Regions from separate parts of the Mus musculus genome. Here regions 1 and 3 are each linked to region 2. Evidence: chromatin contacts called from public HiChIP or PLAC-seq and promoter capture Hi-C data. All regions are on one chromosome and are shown on one strand. Each heading gives the region's core, a stretch centred on a gene start, on an enhancer-like site or on the middle of the called end of the contact. The rest is flanking DNA. Distances are from core to core; before and after follow the strand shown.

Region 1 (2,752 bases), core at 122-2,621, 2.0 Mb after region 2:
ATCATATGTTCCTATCTGGGGATGGGACCTAACAATCTAGATCTTATCAAGTTCTAGGTGGGTCTAGTTTTATAACTCTGAGAACCATTAACACCTCAAAACTGTGTTTTGGTTTTTTATGTTGGGGATTGAACCTCTGACCATCCCAGCTGTACCACAGGATCTCCTCCATGGAGTCATCCCTCTCCTGGCCTCCTGTGTGTGTGTGTGTGTGTGTGTGTGTGTGTGTGTGTGTATTTTAATACTTCGAGACATGTATCCCTAAATTCCAAAGGCTGGCCTTGAATTCACTCTCTAACCAGAAGACCTTGAATTGGCAAGCCTTCTGCTCCTCCTCCTGGGTACCTAGCATCCCAGACCTGTACCAACAGGCTTAGCATAATCATTTTGTAGTAGTATTTTATTGACAATGGATTTTTTTTCATACAATATATTCCAATTATATTTTCTGTCCCTACCTTCTGCCAGTTGCTCCCCACCAACCCTTCCGTCTGAGCCCATACCCTTTTCCTCTCATTTCTTAAAACATCTCTTTCTCTCCTGCTATTTCTTCTTAACTTTAACCCACACAGAGGACACCCAAGCCTATAGACTGCAGAGCGTGTAGAGTACTGACTGAGCTATTGAACAGTTAAGGACAGGTTTAGGATTCATCTTTGTCCTGCCTGTTCATTCCACATTTCCAGGTTGCTTTCTTAGATGGGGTTATTTTGTTTTTAGTAAGGCATTCCGAAATTAATTTTAGATGTCAGCAATTCAGCTGGAGGCCGTGACTCTCACCGGGGCCCCTGAAATCACCAAGGTTTTCCATGAGCACAGCCATCTGCAGACCCGACTGCAAGTTCAAGTCACTAGTGGAACTTTTAGAAATTCACCCGTGCCCTTAGCCCATCCTGAAGAAATTGATTTAGCCTGTGGGAAGAAGGTTTCCCAGTATTAGCTATTTCAGAATCCCTGAAGTGGTATTCTAATGCGTGGCCGGGGACCACAAACACTTTGAGGAGAACTCTGGCTCACCATGTGTCTGAATTTTGCTCCTTGACCTCCTAAGCCTCAGGGCAAGCAAGAGCTGCTTCAGAAGTCGTTGCCTTTCAAAGGCAATTTAAAAAGACAGCCGCGGTGCTCACCACCTCACCACAATCAGAGAGAAAGAGAGTAAAATTACATTCTGGAAGCCAAAGTCAAAGGACAAATCCAAGTCTATTTAAAGGTACTCTCAAATGGCTCCCGCAACAGATACGGGGACTTCGGGTTACAGAGAAAATGATTTGCAGCCTTCCTGTAGAATTTGGATCGCCTCCTTCTTCCCCATCCCCAGCTGTAGTCAGAGCAAACGGCTGTCTGCAATAACCAGAGCCCAAAGAGAGCTGTGTGGTGTTCTCTGAGGTGCATGGCAGCAGGGAATGCTGAGCGCATGCTCAGGTCCTGAACTCCCAGGCTGGATGCCCTCTGGGAGACTTGAGCCAGCTCTGAGAATGGCACAAAGGAACAAGGGCTCCTGAGCCAGCCCCCAAGCGCTGCCTCCCAGCCTCCAGCTTGCTCCTGCAGTTGGCATGTGCGGGAGTTTCTGGTGTTTGAGTCGCTCTCACCTTCTATTCCCTTAGTGAAAATCCCATTATCTCCAACAGCTGTGTGTCAAGAAAAGACATGAATTCTGTGCCACAACAAAAGGATCTGATGCGTGTTTCTCCGGGTAGCCTTAGGCTAAAAAACATTTTATCTCACTTTCTTCATTTATAATACAAAGACTTAACTTCCTACTGAAAGGGATGGATGTCTACTTCAGGATGGGAAAAGTGTGAAGATTGCCTCGAACCTCCTCCCCGAACATAGCAAGGTTAATAATTACATGTACATGTAATATAGGAAATGTAATCAACCAGACGCCCCCCCCCCCGCAAGTCGTGCAAACCTGCCGTTAAAATATTACTCGAAATTGACCATTTCAAGATAAACAGATAAAGGGATAGGCAAAGAGGCAGGTCACATGCCTACCGCGTAAAGCTTGAAATTGATTTCGGAAGCATCCGAGCTCGCTACGAAAGAACCTCGCTGTTTAATTAGGATGGCTTGGATCCAGAGTCTATATTTAGGGGAAACTGGAAATTACAGTGTAGAAGCAAGAATCACCCAGCAAGAGTCTAAATTAAGGGAGAGAGGACCCAGTGAAAGAAGCGCCACAGTTTTCCTCAGCAAACTATGAGACGTCTTTTGTGTTTCACCAAACACAAACTGAATAATCCCTTAGGTCTCTCTCTACCTTTTCCTCTAACGAATGTGCTCTGACTAAAATCCTATGAATATTAACTTTTCAGTTCACCTTCATCCGAGTTGCACATGGTTCTCCTCCATACCTGAGCTCTACTGGAGTATAGGCGGATTTGGCACCCGACCCGCAACACATCAGAAGACTCTCATTAAGATTCCAAATGTATAGAAACATATTTTATACCATTAATATTTTGGCTTCTTTTTGTAAGTGGTTGGCAGAAGATCCATGGCACCATATCATTAATTTCTTAAATATTCCTGTTTTCTTCTCATCATTGATGTATCATCAAATAAATTAGTTCAGACCCAAAATGTGACAGAGAGAAACATATGATTGATTTTTTTTTTTTAACTTTCAGGAGGTGTTTTGAATGATTTTATACAACTTATTCTGGCTTACCATCCTAAAATTTTATAGAGGAGTATGTGGATATTGATGACCAAAAGTATATTATTATTATTATTATTATTATTATATTAA
Region 2 (2,700 bases), core at 139-2,638:
ACCCAGCGAGGCTCATTTTGTAAAATGTGTTTGTTTACACATAATTATAAGAATAAAGAGAAAGAAGAAGGGTACACTAGGTTCAGAATATAGGAGAGTGAGAGCCACCTGCCCATATAATCATTACCAATAAACATATTTTGTATGCTACAGTTCCTCTCATATGCAATTATGTGTCTCAAAGAGATGTATAGAAGAAATAAAAATGTCCAACACATTTTCCAATTTTCAAAACCAAGAAACCCAGATGTTTAACAGATCAATGGACAAATTGGTTTATGTTACAACATCAAATAACAGAAAAAGGTGGCCAGTCATTTTGTAAAACAGTTCTAAGATCCAGCGTTTAACTTCTCGGCAATATCTGGTGGTAGTACTGCTTTTCCAACATTTCGTACTCTTTCTACTCAAACTGTTCTGTTTTCCAACCCCCACTTGTTTGACCGCGTGTTCTCAATCTCTTGAGACCTCTCTTTCGGCCTGTTCATCTGCCTACTCTTGCAGGACACCATCTGCGCGCTATTCCCTGGGTTTCCATTAGAACCTGCAAGGTAACAGGACTTCAAAGTTAGGTCTCCTCCTGTGTCACGGGCACACCCACCGAAAGGACTACTGGAAATCTCCGGTAGAATATGCCACAGACACTTTAAGTGCAATTACAGCCGAAGCTCGTTTTCTCCCACTTTTAATGAGCCACATTAAACGGGCGACAAGCAAAGACTCAAGCTAGAAATCCCAGCTTCACACCGACCCCGGAATTGAGCGAAGCGGTCAAATTCTGCTCTCCTAATGTCACACACACACACACACACACACACACACACACACACACACACACAAGTTTCGGGAAAATTACAAAAACTGAAATTCCGCAAACGCAGAGCACTTGTAAAAAGTCTCAGTTCGCTCCACAGACTGACTCTGCCCAGGACATCTTCCGGGTCGCGCAGAGTTCGGCTCCCCTTCTCCCCGGGACGAATCACAAGACCCAGGCAGCCACCCAACTCCATCTGCCGAACCCTTTGCTCCTCAAAGCCCAGGGAGAGGCTGCAGAGGATCCGTCCGCGGCCGATTCCCCGATCCCCAAGCGTGACCTCCGACCTCTACCTTGAGGGCTCTGGCAGCCCTGGAAGGTGGGCCGGCTTCACGTCACCCTACCACACGGACCGCCAGCTCCAGCTCCCAGGACCTTACCTGGAACCTGGTCCCTGTCTGCCAGCCAACCGCCGAGGCTGTCCAGTACCCGGGCCTCTGGCAGAGGCTAGCTCTAACAGCGGGAGTGAACCAAAGGGAAAGCACTCGGCCGCAGGACACACAGGGGGCGGCCATGTTGGCCGTAAGAAACATCCTGGCGGGAGGGGAAAGGGGTGGAGCCTGGAGACTGCGCAGGCGCAGACCTCCCAGGCGGAAGCGCTTCCTTAGCAATTGCAACTAGGGGCGGAGTTCTGTAGTCCAGCCCCTCGCCGCTGATTGGGTGCGCGGCAGCAGGTTGCCTTGCACATGGCTTTCGGCTTACTAGCAGCTGTAGTCCTAGCTGAGTTCCTGGTACCCACGCTCAGACAAGCCTTCCACAGTCTTATTCTCACTCCAACAATCCAAGCTGGCTTTCCTGTCCGCTTGCCTTCCCGCAAGGGCCTTCTGCTCCCCCTTGAACTTGCCCGTTTTAAAGATCTGTTTCAAGACATTCTTCTTCCAGCAACTAACCATTCTGGCTTCCAACACATTGTGTTGACTCTTAGCTGTCTGACCCACAGGCTGAGGAAAAGCACCTCCCTGCTCAACTTCATGGCTCTCCCTGATTGCCTCTGAGCCTTAAAGCCATTAAGAGTGGCTGCAGACACAGGAACTGTCTTTGCCTTCTGAAACTTGAACTTCCTAACCCTAAGTCTAGGGTTATCTCTACCAGATACAAGTGGTTGAATAAATCACTCTTAAAGGGTTTTCCAATGTTGAAAATTATCATTGAATAATTTGATAATGTTGAAATTATCATTAGAAGTTTAAAACATACTCAGAAAACGAGATCAAGGTGACCGAGTAAGAGGCTGAGAAGTTAAAAACACTCTATGTTCTTTCAGAGGACCTGGGTTTGGTCCCCAGAACTCTTGTGGAAAATCACATCTATCTATCTATCTATCTATCTATCTATCTATCTATCTATCTATCTATCACATCTATCACATCTATCACATCTATCTATCTATCTATCTATCACATCTATCTATCTATCTATCTATCTACCTATCTATCTATAATTACAGCTCTAAACAATCTGACACCTTCTCTGAATTTCAAGGGGATCAACCATGTCTGTGATGTACAGACACATATACATACAAGCAAAATATTTATACATGTAAATTAGAAATCTGTTTTTTAAGTTATGAAGTAAGTGCTGGCATCGTACAGTTATCACCTCATAAAACAGCTCTAGGGAAATAGAAATTGCATAGCTTCAGAAAAATAGAAGAAAAAAAACCCCTCCAAATAGGATGCTTGTAGTAAAGGGGGGAAATCATTATTTTCCCCTTTGTTTGTTTCCTTTACATTAGTGAAAATCTCTTCATTCAGTGGCAGAAGTCCAGGACTAGTATTTGGAGAAGAAGAATAAGTTAGAGGCGAGGCAGTGCTGGCCAGAAAAGCAGGTAGGCTAACTCCAGATCTTTACCTCTCCCTCTATCTCTCCAAATCCAATCCTCT
Region 3 (2,700 bases), core at 178-2,677, 1.7 Mb after region 2:
ATGATTCAGTCTCCTTATCTAAAGAATGTACAAAATCACGTCATTGGCATGTTGTACTTGGATGGTAAAATGGGACCATCTTCATGAAACCAAAATGTATCTGGCATGTTGTGCATTCAATAAGCATTTTTTTATCCTATCATTTCCTCTGTGTGATTTTTATTTTCAGATCTGGGGTTGCAGACTGATTCCTTACACTTTCCAAGCAAGTGCTCTGCACACTGACCTATATGCACAGCTCCTTGGTCAGAGGTTTTTATTTGACACAAAGTCTCACTAGATGCCCAGGATTGCATTGAATTTACTGTATAGCCAAGAAGGCTTTGCACTTAAAATCTTTCTACCTTCCTTCCCCAAGAGGCTGAGGCTATGTATCTGTGCCTGCAGGACTGGTACTTTTGCTTATTTTTGTGAAGTTAGCAATGTATATTATTTTGCTGTCTCCTCCTCCTCCTCCTCTTCCTCCTCCTCCCCTCCTCCTCCTCTTCTTCCTCTTCCTCCTCCTCTTCCTCCTCTTCCTCCTCCTCTTCCTCCTCCCCTCTTCCTCCTTCCCTCCTCTTCTTCCTCTCCTCCTCCTCCTCCTCCTCCTCCTCCTCCTTCTTCTTCTTCTTCCTTCTTCTTCTTCTTCTCCTTATCCTCCTCCTTTTCCTCCTACTTCTTTTTCTTCTTTCTCCTCCTTCCCTTCTCTTCTTCCTCCTCTCTCCCTCCTTATTTTTGGACAAAGTCTGGGCTTCCCTGAAACTCACTATATAGACCTTGACTTCCCTAATTCTGCCTGTTTCTGTGCTGGGTTTAAAGATGTGGACCACCATGCCCAGGTTTATCTACTTTCTGCTATCATAGAATCACAGTGTAGCCTCCTCTTCTCTCTGCAGAGTAACCTTGTTACCTTTTCTTAGTTCCTTTATTTTTCTGACAAACCATCACATAACCTTAACTATATAACCTCATCTACATAGTTATTGCATATCATCTAACTGTGCCTACTCTGTGTCCTGCCCTTTGACTTGAGTCCCCTCCTTCTTGTGTGGAAGGTGGCTACTTAACAATGTGATCCTGTGACTTTAGGTTCACTGGGGAAACTCAACTATGATTCTTGTGGCATTGTCACTTGATGTGGGTCATGGGTAGACACTGATGCTTCTTTTTGACCAACATCAATTTGTTTCCAAAATAATGTAAATTACTGTAAAATTGCTGAAAACACTTACTTAAATAAACAATCACCATTTTCTAAAGTTTCCTCTTGGGATTATAGACTGTCTTAGAGATATGACAAGTAGTGATCCTTAAACCTCAGGGATACAAGACAGTGGTGGGGGTAGTGTTGTTTTTAATCCATTATTTACACAGGGCATGAGTGGAGGGCAGCTCAGTGGTGGGTGTTCTCAGACAGCAGATAGAACAAAGCAAGTATTTTCTTTGGGGGGATTACCATATGAATGCACACAAGGACACAGGAGACAAGGAACAATAAAACGCAGTGCAGTGCCAGCATTTGGTTAATGTGGCTGAGATGCCTTGTGGAACAGATGGTTCTGAAAGAGGATTGTGATAAAAGAAGGTGAGCAGCTTTGCTGTACATTAATCAGAAAGTGCTATGCAATCTCAGGAAAGGAAACAGAGTAACCAGGAGGAAAAGAAAAGTTTCCCCTCTGTCTATTCCCTCTCACCTCCCTGGTTTCTACATTTCCTAATTAGAGAGGGCAAATGGGCAGTAAGTGTGAAGCTTACGTATGACTGGAAAGGGGACAAACAACGGTCAAGGTAGGTGAAGATGGCTGTCAGTAGTATGCACAAGAGCATTGAGCCAACAACCTAGGGTGGGTTTCGATTCCACTCAGAGACTTCCATTAAGTCTGTGTGTAAGCCTGGTTTTTAAAACTACAGTTACAGGTCCATTAAACCCTTGGAACAGATGTATTTTTGAATCTAGAGTATCTCAGAATCTGCACAAGTAAAATGATATGTATACTACATATTATATACCTCCCTGATGAGGTCTGGAGTAATAAAACACAGACATAATTCTGTATCAAAATGTTCCGTGCAAGCAGAATAAAAACTGTAAGTAACCATGTGTCTGCTCAGTCCAGATTTTCCTGCCAGATGAATTTGCATTAAATTTTCAGGGATTGAGAAATCGGCCATCTTCCTGTGAGGTAGGCCGATCCCAGTGAGAGCTATACAACACATAGGGGTAGAAGTATGCAACAGATAATGGAAGACAGCAGGCATAGGGTGTAGGCTAAATCCCTGCCCTTTGTTTCAGGGCTCCATTTGCTCCTTCACCAGATCATGTTTGTCCTGCCTCTGCTTTCCCCTTTGATCTCTTGCAGTTGTTCTCCAGCAGTCACAACATGAGGGACTGTACTACAGGGTCACAGAATCAGGAAGGTTGAGAACTGCTGCCCCTGGATCCCTCTATCTTAAGTGCTTGCCCCAGTACAAATCACCCCACTTGTGCAAACTCTGAGACCCTACAAAGTCTTCTTCTCACTGTTAAGCTACAGAATGGAGTCTCCCAAGTCATTGGGAAACCCAGTTTCCTCTTCCTCTTCCTCTCTGTCCATTCCTCTCAGTTCCTAAACAGGTTGTCCTGTGTGAATCTCTGAACTCGCTATTCCTCTAAGTGCCCTCACACCCCTTGTTCTGGGTTGTCATTCTTAGGATCTAAGCCTGAAGACTGCTCTGCACTGC

The links. Promoter capture Hi-C pulls out the DNA fragments that hold promoters and counts their contacts. HiChIP or PLAC-seq counts read pairs in DNA pulled down with a chosen protein or histone mark.
Region 1: a contact with region 2 is called in a promoter capture Hi-C map of cranial neural crest. The contact joins the enhancer-like site here to the promoter of Mrps9 in region 2. A contact is called at or near these places in 11 of 39 promoter capture datasets (the 3T3-L1 cell line, the C10 cell line, cranial neural crest and 7 more) and 6 of 115 datasets of contacts at active chromatin or transcription factors (the NIH/3T3 cell line, astrocytes, embryonic forebrain and 2 more).
Region 3: an H3K4me3 HiChIP or PLAC-seq map of neural tube shows a contact between it and region 2, with 9 times the contacts expected there. The contact joins the enhancer-like site here to the promoter of Mrps9 in region 2. A contact is called at or near these places in 8 of 39 promoter capture datasets (the 3T3-L1 cell line, cranial neural crest, embryonic stem cells and 5 more), 5 of 115 datasets of contacts at active chromatin or transcription factors (astrocytes, embryonic forebrain, embryonic limb bud and 2 more) and 1 of 9 other capture datasets (embryonic tail).

Annotation. Positions count from the first base shown.
Region 1 is chr1:40,889,125-40,891,876 of GRCm38.p6, reverse strand. No RefSeq gene overlaps it. Among named protein-coding and RNA genes, the nearest start is that of Tmem182, 85 kb to the right of the region's middle. Within about 2 kb of position 1,371, at least 6 of the 459 cell types and tissues checked have an H3K27ac peak or open chromatin away from gene starts, as enhancers often do.
Region 2 is chr1:42,849,921-42,852,620 of GRCm38.p6, reverse strand. Mrps9 (mitochondrial ribosomal protein S9) reads right to left here and starts at 1,388. Exons shown (of 11, transcript NM_023514.4): 1 at 1,195-1,388. The coding sequence starts at 1,329.
Region 3 is chr1:41,139,473-41,142,172 of GRCm38.p6, reverse strand. No RefSeq gene overlaps it. Among named protein-coding and RNA genes, the nearest start is that of 4930448I06Rik, 40 kb to the left of the region's middle. Within about 2 kb of position 1,427, at least 13 of the 459 cell types and tissues checked have an H3K27ac peak or open chromatin away from gene starts, as enhancers often do. A contact at or near this core is called in neural tube, where this site is marked.